Regions from separate parts of the Mus musculus genome. Here region 2 is linked to region 1. Evidence: chromatin contacts called from public HiChIP or PLAC-seq data. All regions are on one chromosome and are shown on one strand. Each heading gives the region's core, a stretch centred on a gene start, on an enhancer-like site or on the middle of the called end of the contact. The rest is flanking DNA. Distances are from core to core; before and after follow the strand shown. Region 1 overlaps Magi1 (membrane associated guanylate kinase, WW and PDZ domain containing 1). Region 2 overlaps Magi1 (membrane associated guanylate kinase, WW and PDZ domain containing 1).

Region 1 (2,700 bases), core at 80-2,579:
ATGTATTTATACTTAGTATAAATACAAAATAAATAAGGCCATCACACAGAAACACTCATGTGGATGATGGGTGTATGTTGATGTGTGTGCGTTGTGGGGGTAAGTGCGTGTGCTTGCCCGGCCTTACTAGTGACAGAGTCATCTAAAATGTCTGGATCTTTGTCACTTTAAATACATTGCATTCACATAGTTTAACTACCTTAGAACTATCATTGCCTATAGGCTGTGAATTTGGTCTTTCCTCTTGGTCATTCATTGGGTTGCCATAATTGACAGATGTTAGTGGAGTCCTTTTGACTTCACCCTTAGGCTTCTCCATACCTTGCTATGTAAAGCCATTCAAGAGTTTTGCTATTGTAGACCACAGACAACATCCCAGCTCCAGTTGACTCTTAATTCTTAGTAATTCAGAGTGTACTTCTTGGTGAATTTAATGTACCCCCCCCCTCTCAGATGCTAGCTTTGAAATAGGGGTAGAGTCACTGGCTCAAGCCCTTGAATTCAAAAGCAAGCATAGCTGAGTGAGCATACTAGTTAATAATGCCACACAAAGAGAACTACACAGAGGCGTACTTCTCATCCCCACATGAAATACTATTGTGTCCACACTTACATGCTTCACATACTCAAGGTGAATTGTTGCTTGAAAAAAAAAATGGCATAGAAAACTTTAGAAAAAAATAAATAAAATTTAAGTTTCAAGTTGGGTGTCATTCAGGGCACGGTAAGGTCTCTTTCCTTGCTGCTCCATGGAGATTAGGCCACAAAGCACCCCTCATCCAGTGCAGCTAAGCTTTATGCACTGCCTGTCAATCAGTCACTTGGTGGCCAGCTCAGTTACAAGGTCAGCTGTCACAGTGTCATACACTGTCATACACTGTGTTCAAATGTCCCTTATTTAACTTCCTGATAGGCCCAGAGCACAAAGGTCACAGCGTGGGCAATTGGAACGTGCTGAAGAGGCAGGCAGAAGTTCCTTTAAGTGGCTAAGGAAATAAATCATATGTGGAAACTACTGAGGGCTACAGTGAATTGTTGCTGTTGATCTGTTGCTGTGCTTGTTTTATAAGTTAAACTGGGTCATAGGTGTGTACAGATGCAGAGGGAAAACCATATTCATATTGGATTGGACGCTATCCTGGGCTCCAGCATTCACTGGGGCTCTGGGAACAGGTTCCCTGTAAACAAGGGCTTTCCGCTGGTGAGTAAAGCTATTTGCCTCAGGACATTTGCTAGGGATTTCTAGTAAGATGCATTCCAACCACACCCTAGGTCTCACTGCACATACACAGCCATAATGGGAGCTGTGTTTATGTCTATCTGCATATCCACTCCAGACCCTCTGCTGTGCCTCAACTAATCGATTTGCCCGGCCTTTTCTTGCTAGAATGAGTATTTCCTCCCTGAGAACTGCTTTCCTTTCTTCCCAGCCACATCAACAGGAAGACGCAATATGAAAACCCAGTCCTAGAAGCCAAACGGAAGAAACAGCTTGAACAGCAGCAGCAACAGCAGCAGCCTCAGCCACCGCAGCCAGAAGGTTGGCTTCTTTGCTGGAGGCATTTCCCTGAGCTGGGAGTGTGGGGTAAAGCCTAGGCACTGTCACCCCCGTGTGGTCAGAGCTGGCCTTGATGATAGATTCTTTTCTCCTCTAGTCACCCCTCCCTCCAACAGCACACCCCAGCACACTGCAGAAGGGGGCGCCCCTGCATAGCGCTCAGACCTCTGCCTTGCTTTGGATGGAATTTAACTTGCGGAGCTGAGGGAATTTGGGCCCCTGCAGCATTTGCATGGTGATCCCTGTGTAACATTTAAGCAGAGTTTCTGGGCACTAGGCTCCTTTTTCACGTTAGAAACGCCGTACAGAAGGATCTGCATGCTTCTGGGAAGTCACAAATCATATTCTTTTATTTTTTTTTTATTTTATTTTGGTTTTTCAAGACAGGGTTCTCTGTGTAGCCCTGGCTGTCCTAGATCTCACTCTGTACACCAGGCTGGCCTCAAACTCAGAAATCCGCCTGCCTCTGCCTCCCAAGTACTGGGATTAAAGGCGTGTGCCACCACTGCCCCAAACAAATTCATATTCTTTAGAGAAATCAAAATAACCCAGGAAGAGGGGGGAACATTAAATCTTCCAGTGCTTGCCCCATCCCATTCTTAGGGGCTCACTGTGTAGAATTTTTCTGGTAAATAAAAATCACAAATACCAAAACCAAGAATAATTTTGTGAGTAAATATATTTCATTTGAGCAACTTTTTTTCACTTTTTATTTCTTAAACCTGCTTGAAGGTTTGAGTTGACTCATAGTTTTAATGGCTAAAAGATGTGCTACGTAATGAGTGTTTCTACTAATATGTAGCTATCCATTTATTAATATTTAAGGTTTTCCTAATTTTTCATTAAATCTTTCAGTGGTAGGCTTTATACCATCTAAGTATAATATCAATTATGTGAATATGAACTATAACACTTTTGTTCCCACGTTATATATAATACATATTATATGCTATATATTATTATATATTTAATTAATTTATATATTAAATATTTAACATAATTAATTTATATACTATATATTTTAAATGTGTATGGTGCTAGAAATTGTACTGAGGACCTCATCACACCAAGTATCTACCCAAGCAAGCACTGAGTCCTTGAACATAATCAAATATAGTCCTTAAACTATGGGAGTAGCCAAA
Region 2 (2,700 bases), core at 167-2,666, 190 kb before region 1:
AGGAATTCTCACTGGAAAGCTATAGCTCTGAAACCATGCCAGGTAGCCTTTCTCCTCCTCCCCTCCCTTCCCTCCCCCTCCCTCCTAGACTTCTTGGGAGGATCTTACTATTTAGCCTATGCCAGCCTCCTTCCACAACAGGTGTGTCCCTCCTTGTCTGTCTCTTCTCTTCTTGTAAGTACAGTTTTGATGGAAGCACACACACACACATACAGTATTTTATGAAATATAATAGAGCAAGGGACTATCCTTAATGGGCCTTGCCAAAGTGTGCCCCTGAGAAATTATGTCATACAACAGACCTGGTATAAAAGAGGTATATTAGGGAAGGAGAAAGGAGTGAGGGCCTGGGAAAGAGAAAGAGGCCAACAAGTGGACATGTAGATGGACAGACAGACAGAAGTAGAGCCATGAGGGCACAGAGAAAGCAGGAGGACTGGGAACATAAAGTGGGGGTGGGGGTGGGGGTGGGGCGCAGCTGAGTGCTAGGGTGGGTGGGACTTTTTCTATGCAGCACACACCAGGGACACCTTGCAACACTTCCTAAAGGCAGGCCAGGGGCCTGTACACTAACTAATGTTATCCATGGCTGGGAAAAGATACTTTAATTTCATCCTGTATAGAAAGATATAGCCAACCCTGACTTAGGCCATTGCTTTGGTGTTATTTGGGGTAAAGAAGTCTGAGGTAACTATATAACGACTTGACATATCCAGTGTTCCCAGATTGGGGGTTTCTTTTGTTTTGTTTTGGATTTTTTTTTTTTTTTGGTTAAATACACATGATAATGACAGCCATTCATTATTTCTCAATAGGCCATTCTCTAAATTAATTTTCTATAGAGAGCAATTTGTCAAGGTTAGGAGAAACTAATTAAAAGGGAAAACCCATTCTCACTTCAACATTCCTTGTCACCTGCGTGACATTGAACTTTTCCTATACCTTAGCAGAAATTGGTATGGCCTTTGGGAATGAAGTAATTCCACATACAGGGCACTTTCGACAACAATATATATTTAAGGTTTACATTGTAGCATTAGGTAGAACATCCAAATGTCTGGTATATGAGAAATCTCTCCAGCAGTTTTGAGCCATTTGAAATGGCTAGGGATGGTGTGAGGCCCACCTGTAATCTCAGCACACAGGAATTAGAGGCAGGAGTAAGCAAGGATACAGGGAAAATAGACCACTCCATGGGCAGAAAGAAAAGTTGATTGGGGACCAGACTGCCACGACTTTGTGGGGTGGGGCAGAGAGAACAAAAGGGTGAAAGAGCAAACCAACTTGAAATGACAGCAGGGTGGGGGGTTCTGACTATTATAGCATCTAGAGGCCCTTGCCCTAGGGAGTTGACCTTTATGTTAAGATTAAAGACAGGTCCTGATAAACAGAAACCTGCCTTTGGAAGTGTTAATCCAGTAAGAATGTTTGTATTACCAGGCCAGAGTCTTTCTGTTTAGGACAAGGTCAGTGCTGCAATGGGGTGGGGTGGGAGTCAGGGACTTTGGACTTAATAGCAGAAAAATCAGTTTGAGGCCAGCCTAGGTTATATAACTTTAAAAGAAAAAAAAACCAAAAAACAAAAAACAAAAAACAAAAACAAAAACCTAAGAAAAAGATTAGGTGGGAGATGGGGACACTACCATAGTCTTTTGGAGAGAATTTGTTTTAAGAGCCTTAAACATTTCCACAATTTTTGCTCCAATACCATTACATGGATCCTGGAAAAATACTAAATATAGACTCTATGTGCCTGTTATGATACATGTAGGCTCATGTAGGCTGGCCTCAAACTACTTATGCAGCCAAGAATAAACTTGAACTCCTGAGCCTGCCTCTATCTCCCAAATGCCAAGATTATAGGCCTGTGGCGTAGCTCACAACTACAGGTGGATTTTGTATACAAAAGATAATTCACATGCTTACTTGGTAATGGTTATCTAGGTTGTAGTGAATTGATAAAACACACAACATTTTGAATTATATTTTACAAATGCCTATAAAATGTGGACATAAATCTCATTCATGATATGATCTGACATTAGGTCATAGACAATAGGGCTCAACTCGGCTTTATGGGCTGCTTTATGGGCTGCTGGACCCATTCATTGCCAGTTTAAAAAAAAAAACACCTTGGTATTTTACTCTCCTGTTGCTATGATAAATATCATGACCAAAAGCAATTTAAAGGAGAGTATGGTTTGGTTTTGACTTATAGATAACACAATGACAGAGCCCATCATGGCATGGAATCAGGAGCCTGAGACTTGCCTAGCATTGGGGGAGCACAGAGAGCACACAGGAAACAGAGAAGGCAAAGGGAGGGAGGCCAGATTATAAACCCTCAAAGCCCACCAGCAGTGGCGCACCTACTCTAGCACGGCTTTGCCTCGTAAAGCTTCTGTAACCTTCCCAAACTGTCTCTGGCGAAGGATCAAGTGTTCAGTACATGAGATTATGGGAGGCATTTTTCATTCAAGCCACCACCCGCCCCAGTCAGCCTCAGCACTAAATTACACCTCCCTTCTATCCTCTCCTGCTCTTCTCTGTCCTTCCCTGGGTCAACAACACTCCTCTTTACCTGCTGTGGATATACTGGCTTCTTCCTGTCACCTACTCCTGCACAACCCACTGCATGTGAAAATGTATACCATGCCCTCTGCTACAGCTGGAAACCCTTGGAACATCCCCCTGCACTTA

Evidence for each region. HiChIP or PLAC-seq counts read pairs in DNA pulled down with a chosen protein or histone mark.
Region 2: a contact with region 1 is called in an H3K27ac HiChIP or PLAC-seq map of embryonic stem cells, with 5 read pairs. The contact joins two enhancer-like sites. A contact is called at or near these places in 1 of 484 Hi-C or Micro-C datasets (stem cell-derived epiblast-like cells), 1 of 115 datasets of contacts at active chromatin or transcription factors (embryonic stem cells) and 1 of 9 other capture datasets (embryonic stem cells).

Annotation. Positions count from the first base shown.
Region 1 is chr6:93,756,495-93,759,194 of GRCm38.p6, reverse strand. It overlaps Magi1 (membrane associated guanylate kinase, WW and PDZ domain containing 1), which reads left to right. Exons shown (of 24, transcript NM_001029850.4): 9 at 1,431-1,540. Among named protein-coding and RNA genes, the nearest start is that of Gm23035, 36 kb to the left of the region's middle. Within about 2 kb of position 1,329, at least 78 of the 459 cell types and tissues checked have an H3K27ac peak or open chromatin away from gene starts, as enhancers often do. A contact at or near this core is called in embryonic stem cells, where this site is marked.
Region 2 is chr6:93,950,332-93,953,031 of GRCm38.p6, reverse strand. The region is part of intron 1 of Magi1 (membrane associated guanylate kinase, WW and PDZ domain containing 1); the gene reads left to right. Among named protein-coding and RNA genes, the nearest start is that of Gm22840, 61 kb to the right of the region's middle. Within about 2 kb of position 1,416, at least 5 of the 459 cell types and tissues checked have an H3K27ac peak or open chromatin away from gene starts, as enhancers often do. A contact at or near this core is called in embryonic stem cells, where this site is marked.